2 separate regions of the Gossypium hirsutum genome follow, and region 1 is linked to region 2. Evidence: chromatin contacts called from public Hi-C data. All regions are on one chromosome and are shown on one strand. Each heading gives the region's core, a stretch centred on a gene start, on an enhancer-like site or on the middle of the called end of the contact. The rest is flanking DNA. Distances are from core to core; before and after follow the strand shown. Region 1 holds the start of LOC107909624. Region 2 overlaps LOC107909664 (nucleobase-ascorbate transporter 7).

Region 1 (4,218 bases), core at 461-2,960, 110 kb after region 2:
GCCTATTTATTTGATATTTTGCACGTCATTATTTTGTTTATTTATTTGTTTATTCATATTATTTCTGTAAAATTGTTGTATTTATTATTGATATTTGTTTAAGGGGCATTCATTCACATATTCAACATAACATTACCCTATCTCTTATTTAATTTTAAAATAAAACGCTTCAAAATAGAGGTAATACTCTTATTTAATTGGGTTCCGATTTTTTTGAAAATCTAACAATCGAGGATTTCTCTTTAATAAAAAAAATAAGAACTCATTATTGGGAATTTAACAAGTTGTGTCCTAACGTATTGGATGTGACGCATTGATTTCTCGAAATGAATATTTTTTTAAAAAAATAATAAAGGAAATATTTCGAGTTTGGGATTTTAGAGGAATTGTGCCCTAACGTATTGGGCCGCGATTTCTTAAATCTTGAATAAATGGATATTCTTTTACATTTTTTATTGCACTAGTATTTTGCCCTAATTCATTTTGGGGGAAAATTAGAATGTCGTGCCCTAACGTATTGGGTGTGATATTTTATTTCTCTAAAATGATAAGGGTCTTAATACGTAACGTTTTAAGTTTTTGCTAAGGATTACGATTTTCAAATTTTCGACAGTAAGACATTAATTAATTAACTAGGTACCAATTTTTGGGCGTAATGAGAGTGCTAATCCTTCCTCATACGTAACCGACTCCCGGACCGTTTTTCTAAAATTTGTAGACCAAAGTCATTTTTAGGTGACCCAATCACACCTTAATAAAAGATTGGTGGCGACTCACAATTTTTATTTTTTAAAGTTGACAACCTAAAATTTTTGTTTTTTTCAAAAAAATGGTTTCGACAACAATGATCAAAACAACAACGAATTCAAACGCTAATGTCTAAATTGAAAATTATTAAAGTTGAGTGACTAAAACAAGAATGCAAACATAATTGAACAACTATTTGTATAGTTTACCCTAAAAAGAATTATATAAGCGATTAAAGTAACACTTGGCAAGATTTTTGCCTATTGGATAAAAGAGCTGAGAATAGAGGAACTCGAACCCTTCTTAAGAACTAATCTCTTAAAGATGAGGACGTAAATAAACTGCTTCAAATTTCTTGAGGATTCGATACCACATTCCATCATTAGATCAGTTAGAAGCTGTTGTTGAATCTTCGTTCTGGTGTGGCTGAAAAACCAAGCATTAGTGACCAAGTAAATATGCAATGTCAAGTCTCAATATAGATTGCTTAAAAATTATAACTTTCATCGTTCAAATCATAGAGATTACCATTGGGTTATGGTTGTGTACAAATCATAATTATTAGATTACTAATTATAATTACAAGACATGTTTGGTTGGCATAGTACGATTATATCTTAATTCTTAATATTATTTTTGATAGTTTTTTTTAATAAATAATAATAATAGAAAGTAAATATTCATGTAAATTTAATTAAACTTATTAATTATAATGGTTAATTAAACATGCCACACATGTAATTATACTCAAATTCAATTATTAAATAATTTTTTAAACGCATTCTATATTCTCTTCCAAACAGAAGCAATTGCGTTGTTAGTGAAATTTTGGTTTTACTCCACAAGTAGGAACTAAGTTGCATATGTATTTAACGCTGAGATTTTAAAGAGACTAACGAATGTCCTGATTAAAACATTAAAAAAAAGTACATAAATGAAACATATGGAGTCGGCATGTGGTTTATGTAAATGTACTTTGTGTTTTGTTTTGATTTTTACATGCCAACTGAAAGGTGTTTAAGGGGACCAAACCCATGAACAAATGGGCATCATAGGAGCCCAAACTACTTGAAGAATTAGGCTTAGGTGTTCCAAGAACAGTTGGGTAAGTTTGGATTGCTTAATTCGGGGGAAAAAAAAAGAAAGAGAGAAGAGATAGAGAAGAGTTTAACTGAAGAGGGAACTAAAAACTCTTCAAGGACGATTGGATATCAGCAGAACTCCATTTATCCCCACTTCTTTAAACCACCCGGAACCCATCTTTTTCCGTCACTCTCCGGCGTGAATATCAGCAGAAGAAGGCTACTTCCAGTTCGTCTCTGTTTCCAGCTCCTACATTGGTAATGGTATGTTTTAACAATATATCTCATTCCTTGGCCCTTCCCTTTTTTGTCTTTGGCTTTCTTTCTCAATTTCCTACCTAGGGTTTATTTCGCTCCTTTAGCTATTGCTATGAAAGTCTCCATTGCTGAAAAAGCAGATGAAAAAATTATTCTTTTTTTGGGGGAGGGCTTATCAATAGAAATGATTAAACGCCAAATGCTACAAACAATTCGGAATATCAGTCATTTAGTTAGAAACTTATATTTGTTTTAACTCTAGAAATTTAGGCAGTGCGGAGCAATTTTACTCTCTGATGAACTGCCTGCCACACGTGCGTGCTTATGGCTCAGCTTTATTTAGAAAGGCTGGTAATTTCATTGCAACAACTTCTTTGAACCAATGCCATGTTCCCTTATGGAGAAGAAATCTTGAGCACGCGGGTGTGAAGACTGTGGATTTAGAGTTCTTGTTGACAAGATTTCGCACTCAGTGTTACTCTTCCCGGAAAAGTAAAAGTAGTAGTAGCACAAAAAAAGCATCCAGGACTAAAAAAGTTCATCCTGAACAACCACCGGTGATGGAAAACGAGAAAGATGCATTCTTTGTAGTGAGAAAGGGAGATACTGTTGGTGTTTTCAAGAGCTTTGCTGATTGTCAGGCCCAAGTTGGATCCTCGGTAATTCTTCTTACTTCCTTTTTCTAATGTCACCTAAAGTTAATTTACTTTTAGGCTAATTGTTGTGCTATACTGTGTTATTTCAAATTGCAATATTAATAGTTATGTGCTTTTTAGATTTCAATGAAATGACATAATAATTGTAATGCAAATAACATAGTAGTCTTTCAAATTTAGATACTGTGTTTTTTCTTTTCGCTTTTCAGTTAACTTTGACATGTTATTGTTCTTTTGGTGTAGATATGTGATCCTCCGGTCAGTGTCTACAAAGGCTACTCTTTGACAAAGGAAACTGAAATATATCTGTCTTCCTGTGGGCTTAAGAATGCTCTCTACACTATTAGAGCTGCAGATGTGAAAGAGGATCTTTTTGGAGCGCTCATTCCCTGCCCTTTCCAGGTGAGACATTGAGCATGAACCTTATGCATACTGCAGATTTGTTGTTTGTTTGAACTAGTCTGTCAGAAAAAGAAAAAAAATATTTTGATGTTGTCTTCCTTTTTTTCTGCACCTGCACCCATGTCTCTGTTTGCTTGAATGTGTTCTTGTGACAGCAATTGCACATAAAACTTGCATCTCCCAATTAATGTGATCTGCTTGGAGGTTAGGCCATCAATGATCAATTTATTTGTTCTTTGATTAGTTTCTTTCTTTCACATGTTAACCGTATCACAAAGGCTGTTTTATACCATCCAGAGAACGTGAAGATATTGGCTCTTATAGATTCGAAGGCCAATGTTCCTATTTTTTGTGTTTCAGGAGCCGGCTTCTTCTAAAGGTGAAACATCTCATAATGATGCAACCAAAAAGAGACCACAGGATATGCTTCAGTCAGAGTATGGGGTAGGTTAGCTGTTTTAATGTTCCCTGAGCACATCATTATTAATATCATACAAGTTTGGTGTGTGACACTATTTTTCAGTGTTTTACCTTTAACCTTTTGTAGGGACTGGGATCACTTGGTTCAATAGCCGTAGCCGATCCCGTGAGAAAGCATTTCAAGTTGGATCCACATGCTGAGGCTCAAATAACATCCTCTGGTCATGTAAGTAAATTTGGTAGTGACAACTGATTATGTTGGTGAATATTGGCATCAACATCATTCACAGAATTGGGCAGATAGTCTTGAAGGCCATTGTCTTTTTTTTTTTTCAAGTAGATGGTTGAATATAGTTCCTCAAACAACATAAGAGGGTTTCCTATGCGAGAGAGAAGGGTGTCTGAATTAATTTACCAAGATTAAGTGATGCTTTTTTGCTCCAAAAATAGGCTTTGATGCCTTTACTTGTGTCTTTATGGCAGCAATCTTGTATTCTTGAGTTTGATGGTGCATCAAAAGGAAATCCTGGGCCTGCTGGTGCAGCAGCTGTATTGAAAACTGATTCTGGAAATGTGGTATGCAATTAACCATTTAGAAATTAGACCTTTTCCACATGTAAATCTTTCCATAATATGCTATTTGAACAGATCTG
Region 2 (4,304 bases), core at 1,664-4,163:
GTAGTTGTCATGCAAAATCCAAAGAAACCTCATTTGAAAGCAGTTCAATGAAATTTGAACAATATTATGTACAAAAACAAGTGGAGATTGCAAGTTAGTTGGCTATTGAGATACTAACTATTGTAGGTGCACGTGATACCCCACTGGATACGTATTTATGCTTTGTTCTGGAACAATTTCTTCGTGTAGCAAAAAACAACTAGTAGTGTCTATGTCAACCACAAAAGCAAAGTACCATGCAACGATGATGGCAGCTCAAGAGAGCACTTGGCTTTTGCAACTATTTGAGGACTTGCTTCAGCTAGCGGAGTTTCCAATTCCTGATATCTTGTTAACAATACATTTGGCAGAGAATTTAGTTTTTTTATTAAAGAACTAAAAATATGAAGGTGCATTGGCATTTTAAAAAAGAAAAAATCTTGCAAGAAAAAAATAAGTTGAAACATATTAAGAAAGAAGATCGAGTTATAATCATTTTCATAAGAGGCTTGTGTGTCAACAAACTCTTGGTGGCTCGCCTCGGCATGATGAATAAAACGGAAGCTGGTCTTAGGAGAGTGTGTTGACATAGCAACACTATCATTTTGCACAGTAAATTTAAATAATTTGTTTTGTTATTGGTAGTTATTGAACCAAGTTTAACTTTTCTCTTGCCCGTTAACCCTTGGCACAACTTAGAAATGTATGATTCACTACATTTTGAGTAGAAAAAATAAGACCAAAATGACCTCTAAGAAATTTTATTTGTGCAATAGAATTGATTATATAGGCAAAAATCTGCTTGTTCCTGTGTGGGATTCCTTACATTTTCAATTGTTTAGAGAGTTAAATTTGGCCCAACAATAACCACTAAAAATTTATTTAAAATATATGTGCAATAGAATATACTTGACCAAATGATGACCATGAGTTGGTTTTGCTAGTCAATATACTTGAGTTCGTTGATTCACTGTCTTTATAAGAATGATAATGCTTATTTAATTGATTATTTCCCTATCTTACTGTACTACATTTCATGAACAGGATAAGAGTTCCATATCCTTTTCAATGGGGAGCTCCCACATTCGATGCTGGAGAAGCTTTTGCTATGATGGCAGCTTCATTTGTTGCTTTAGTAGAGGTTTGCTTCTCATGTTTATAATCATGTTTGTTAATCATGTTTATCTTATGCCTGGTACAGTTGCACCATACGATTACAGTTTGTATAGTAAATATTCTATGATAATTTAATTGAATAGGCAGAAATTTGGATTGCTTCTGCTACTATCTTAAACCTCAATGCAATCTGGGTGTATAAGATGATACTGTCTGCTAAATTTGAAAGATTTCATTTTCTTAGCTACTGCATATAATCGTTTAGTGTGAAGTGTTCATTTCTGTAATGCTCTTATGATTAAACAGTCTACTGGTACCTTCCTTGCTGTTGCAAGATATGCAAGTGCAACTCCAATGCCCCCTTCCATTCTTAGCCGTGGTATCGGTTGGCAGGTAAAGATAAACTGATAAAATTTCTGTGCAAATTGCTAGGACTTAAATCAATTTGCTTGGTGGACTTTTTAACATGACGAGTACAGTATTAATCTCTTTGCGATCCCCCTTTTAATTTGGCTTGTTTTGCTTCAATCCTAGGGTATTGGCATTCTCTTTTCTGGGATATTTGGAACTGGGAATGGGTCATCCGTTTCAGTGTAAGATTCTTTCCTGAAACTAGTGGCACACAAGTAAAACAATATTTGTTCATCTAACTCCTTTGTGAACTGTGGCAGCGAGAATGGCGGTTTGTTGGCAATGACACGTGTCGGAAGTAGAAGAGTTGTCCAAATATCTGCAGGGTTCATGATCTTCTTCTCCATCCTTGGTCAGTTTCAAATGCCAATCTCTCTGTCTTTCTCTGATCTGTCTCTCACTTAATCATATTTGTATACATGCACTGCAAATCAGGAAAATTCGGAGCTGTTTTCGCTTCAATTCCAGCTCCAATCATTGCAGCTTTATATTGTCTTTTCTTTGGATACGTTGGTAAGTTCGGTTGGAATCAAGCTATATACCATTACTGTTCCATTCAAGATTTCCATAATTCAACAATTTGTGCTAATTGCATGGTTCAGGTTCAGGGGGTCTCAGCTTGCTTCAATTCTGTAACTTAAACAACTTCAAAATAAAGTTCATATTAGGTTTCTCTGTTTTCATGGGACTATCAATACCGCAGTACTTCAACGAGTACACAGCAATTAACGGTTTCGGTCCAGTTCACACCGGCGCCAGATGGGTAACTATCTGTTTCCCTTTTACCCCCTTTTTACAACTCTAGCAGAAAACATAGTTATTCCTGCTCTTTTTTGCAGTTCAACGACATGATAAATGTGCTGTTCTCATTTTGCAGTTCAACGACATGATAAATGTGCCGTTCTCATCCGAAGCATTTGTTGCGGGTTCATTGGCGATGTTTCTCGATGTGACGTTGCACGGGAAAGAAAATGCGACTAAGAGGGAACGTGGCATGCACTTGTGGGAGAAGTTCAAATCATTTAAAAAAGATGCAAGAAGTGAGGAGTTCTATGCCTTGCCTTTCAATCTCAACAAGTTCTTCCCATCAGTGTGAAGTTGGACACAGCTTATAAGCTTGATGCTCAAGCCATGCATGCAACCTCAATACTACGCTTCCATCACTAGAAACTCCATCTTTGCCCATTTTCACCAATTCCCGACTCCATGATGAAAAACAAACATACGCTGGTGCAAAGTAGTGCTGCAAACAAATATGTACATTCAGTGGTACTTCCATATCGCCTTAAATCCAAAATGGTGAATGCTATTACATTACAACTCACAAGCAGATTATTTAGGACATCTTACATAACATAGTGCGTATGTCCATTATTGGACTTTTATAAAGGCCCAATGAACCATCTCCAAACTCTACCGTCCTTCAGATTATTGGGTTCAAATTTATTTGTAGTTTTCTCCTGCGGGTCAATATTTGATGTTTGGTTTTTTCCATTCGCATCATCTTGTCGCCAACATAGCTTGCCTATGCATCTATATGGAGTGTAGTCATATCTGATACAAACAGAACAGATACGAATGCTTAAGAAAAAGTTGAGATTGTAGGATGAGCAGATTGGATTATTTGAAGATGCGATCCCAGTCTTTTTCTGACAGACTATTAACAGGATACAAGTGGGAAAGACAGAAGGGTGAGGACCATTGTTCCCCCACAATTCTAGGAACTGCTCATTTGGCCAAAGAATATAAGGTCATTCATCCATGGTACCATAAAGTATAAACACAATTAAAGCTCCAATAATTTCTCCGGTTGCCTTAATCTCTAGTCTCTTGCCTACATTAAATTCAAAACCCAATTTCTCAATTTGTTTATTGATATTGGTAGACTGTCAAACTTTTTAGCTGCATTCAGATCCTAACAAGTAATAACAATTCTCATGTGGGGAAAAAACTTTCCAAAAATCATGCTAAAACAATCTCATATGTACTGGCTACATGGTTTCAGATTTCAGATTCCCTTTTCCCAGTTATTAAAGAAACAACTAAGCCTAAATTTTAGCACATCTAACAATTTTGAAAAAATTATGCACTTAGTCGTGCTCAAATCCCGTCTTCCTAATTATTATAATAAAAAGATTGCCATTTGAGTTAATACTCCATCAAAGATTGTTTTTCTTAAACTATATTAAAAAGAAAAAAGAAAAAAAAAAGTCATTTGTATGGATGTTTTGCATGGTAGGACCAGATTTATCTAGTTGTTTTTTTTTTTTTTTTGTTTTTGTCCGGCCAACTATTGTGTAAATTTAATGATTACTTGCAATGTTTCGCTAAGGCACTAATTTTTTTTCCGACACTCTTTTGAGCTAGTTGACATGTTGTACTCACTTTGATCAACATAATGTACAAACTTTTTACTAGCAAATTCCAAATCATAAGAAAAGAACTCATTCTGCGTTCGATTTTTTATTTAATTATAAGCCACTGTATTTTTTATTCTAAAAAAAACCATTTAGTTTATAGAGATTTAATTTGTTCTTTTAATTATATTTATAATTATTATTGTTTAAGCATGGTTATATGTAACTGATTTTTCTCACATCAATATGTTTAATTTAATTTAATAAAAGAAAAGCTATTTTGTTCCTTCTTCTTTTTTGTAATTCAAATGAAAAAAAAAAGAAATAGATAGATTATCTCGTATAATAATTTATTTGTGTTTTATAAAAAAAGGGGACAACCTGCATTGTTTGATTTGATGCAATTAAGAAGAAGAAGGTGACAAGCAGACCACCATGTAT

The links. Hi-C and Micro-C count contacts between places; a contact is called where the count stands out from the background.
Region 1: a contact with region 2 is called in a Hi-C map of leaf, with 2.4 times the contacts expected there. The contact joins the promoter of LOC107909624 here to the enhancer-like site in region 2. A contact is called at or near these places in 6 of 34 Hi-C or Micro-C datasets (all in leaf).

What each region holds. Positions count from the first base shown.
Region 1 is chrD02:62,314,981-62,319,198 of Gossypium_hirsutum_v2.1, forward strand. LOC107909624 reads left to right here and starts at 1,711. Exons shown (of 14, transcript XM_041088352.1): 1 at 1,711-2,093; 2 at 2,350-2,746; 3 at 2,987-3,145; 4 at 3,506-3,589; 5 at 3,693-3,791; 6 at 4,049-4,141; 7 at 4,214-4,218. The coding sequence starts at 2,384.
Region 2 is chrD02:62,203,443-62,207,746 of Gossypium_hirsutum_v2.1, forward strand. LOC107909664 (nucleobase-ascorbate transporter 7) reads left to right here. Exons shown (of 14, transcript XM_041088953.1): 8 at 1,024-1,120; 9 at 1,402-1,488; 10 at 1,630-1,688; 11 at 1,767-1,858; 12 at 1,942-2,019; 13 at 2,109-2,269; 14 at 2,346-3,000. The coding sequence ends at 2,396. Among protein-coding and RNA genes, the nearest start is that of LOC107909664, 15 kb to the left of the region's middle. Within about 2 kb of position 2,914, at least 4 of the 9 cell types and tissues checked have an H3K27ac peak or open chromatin away from gene starts, as enhancers often do. A contact at or near this core is called in leaf, where this site is marked.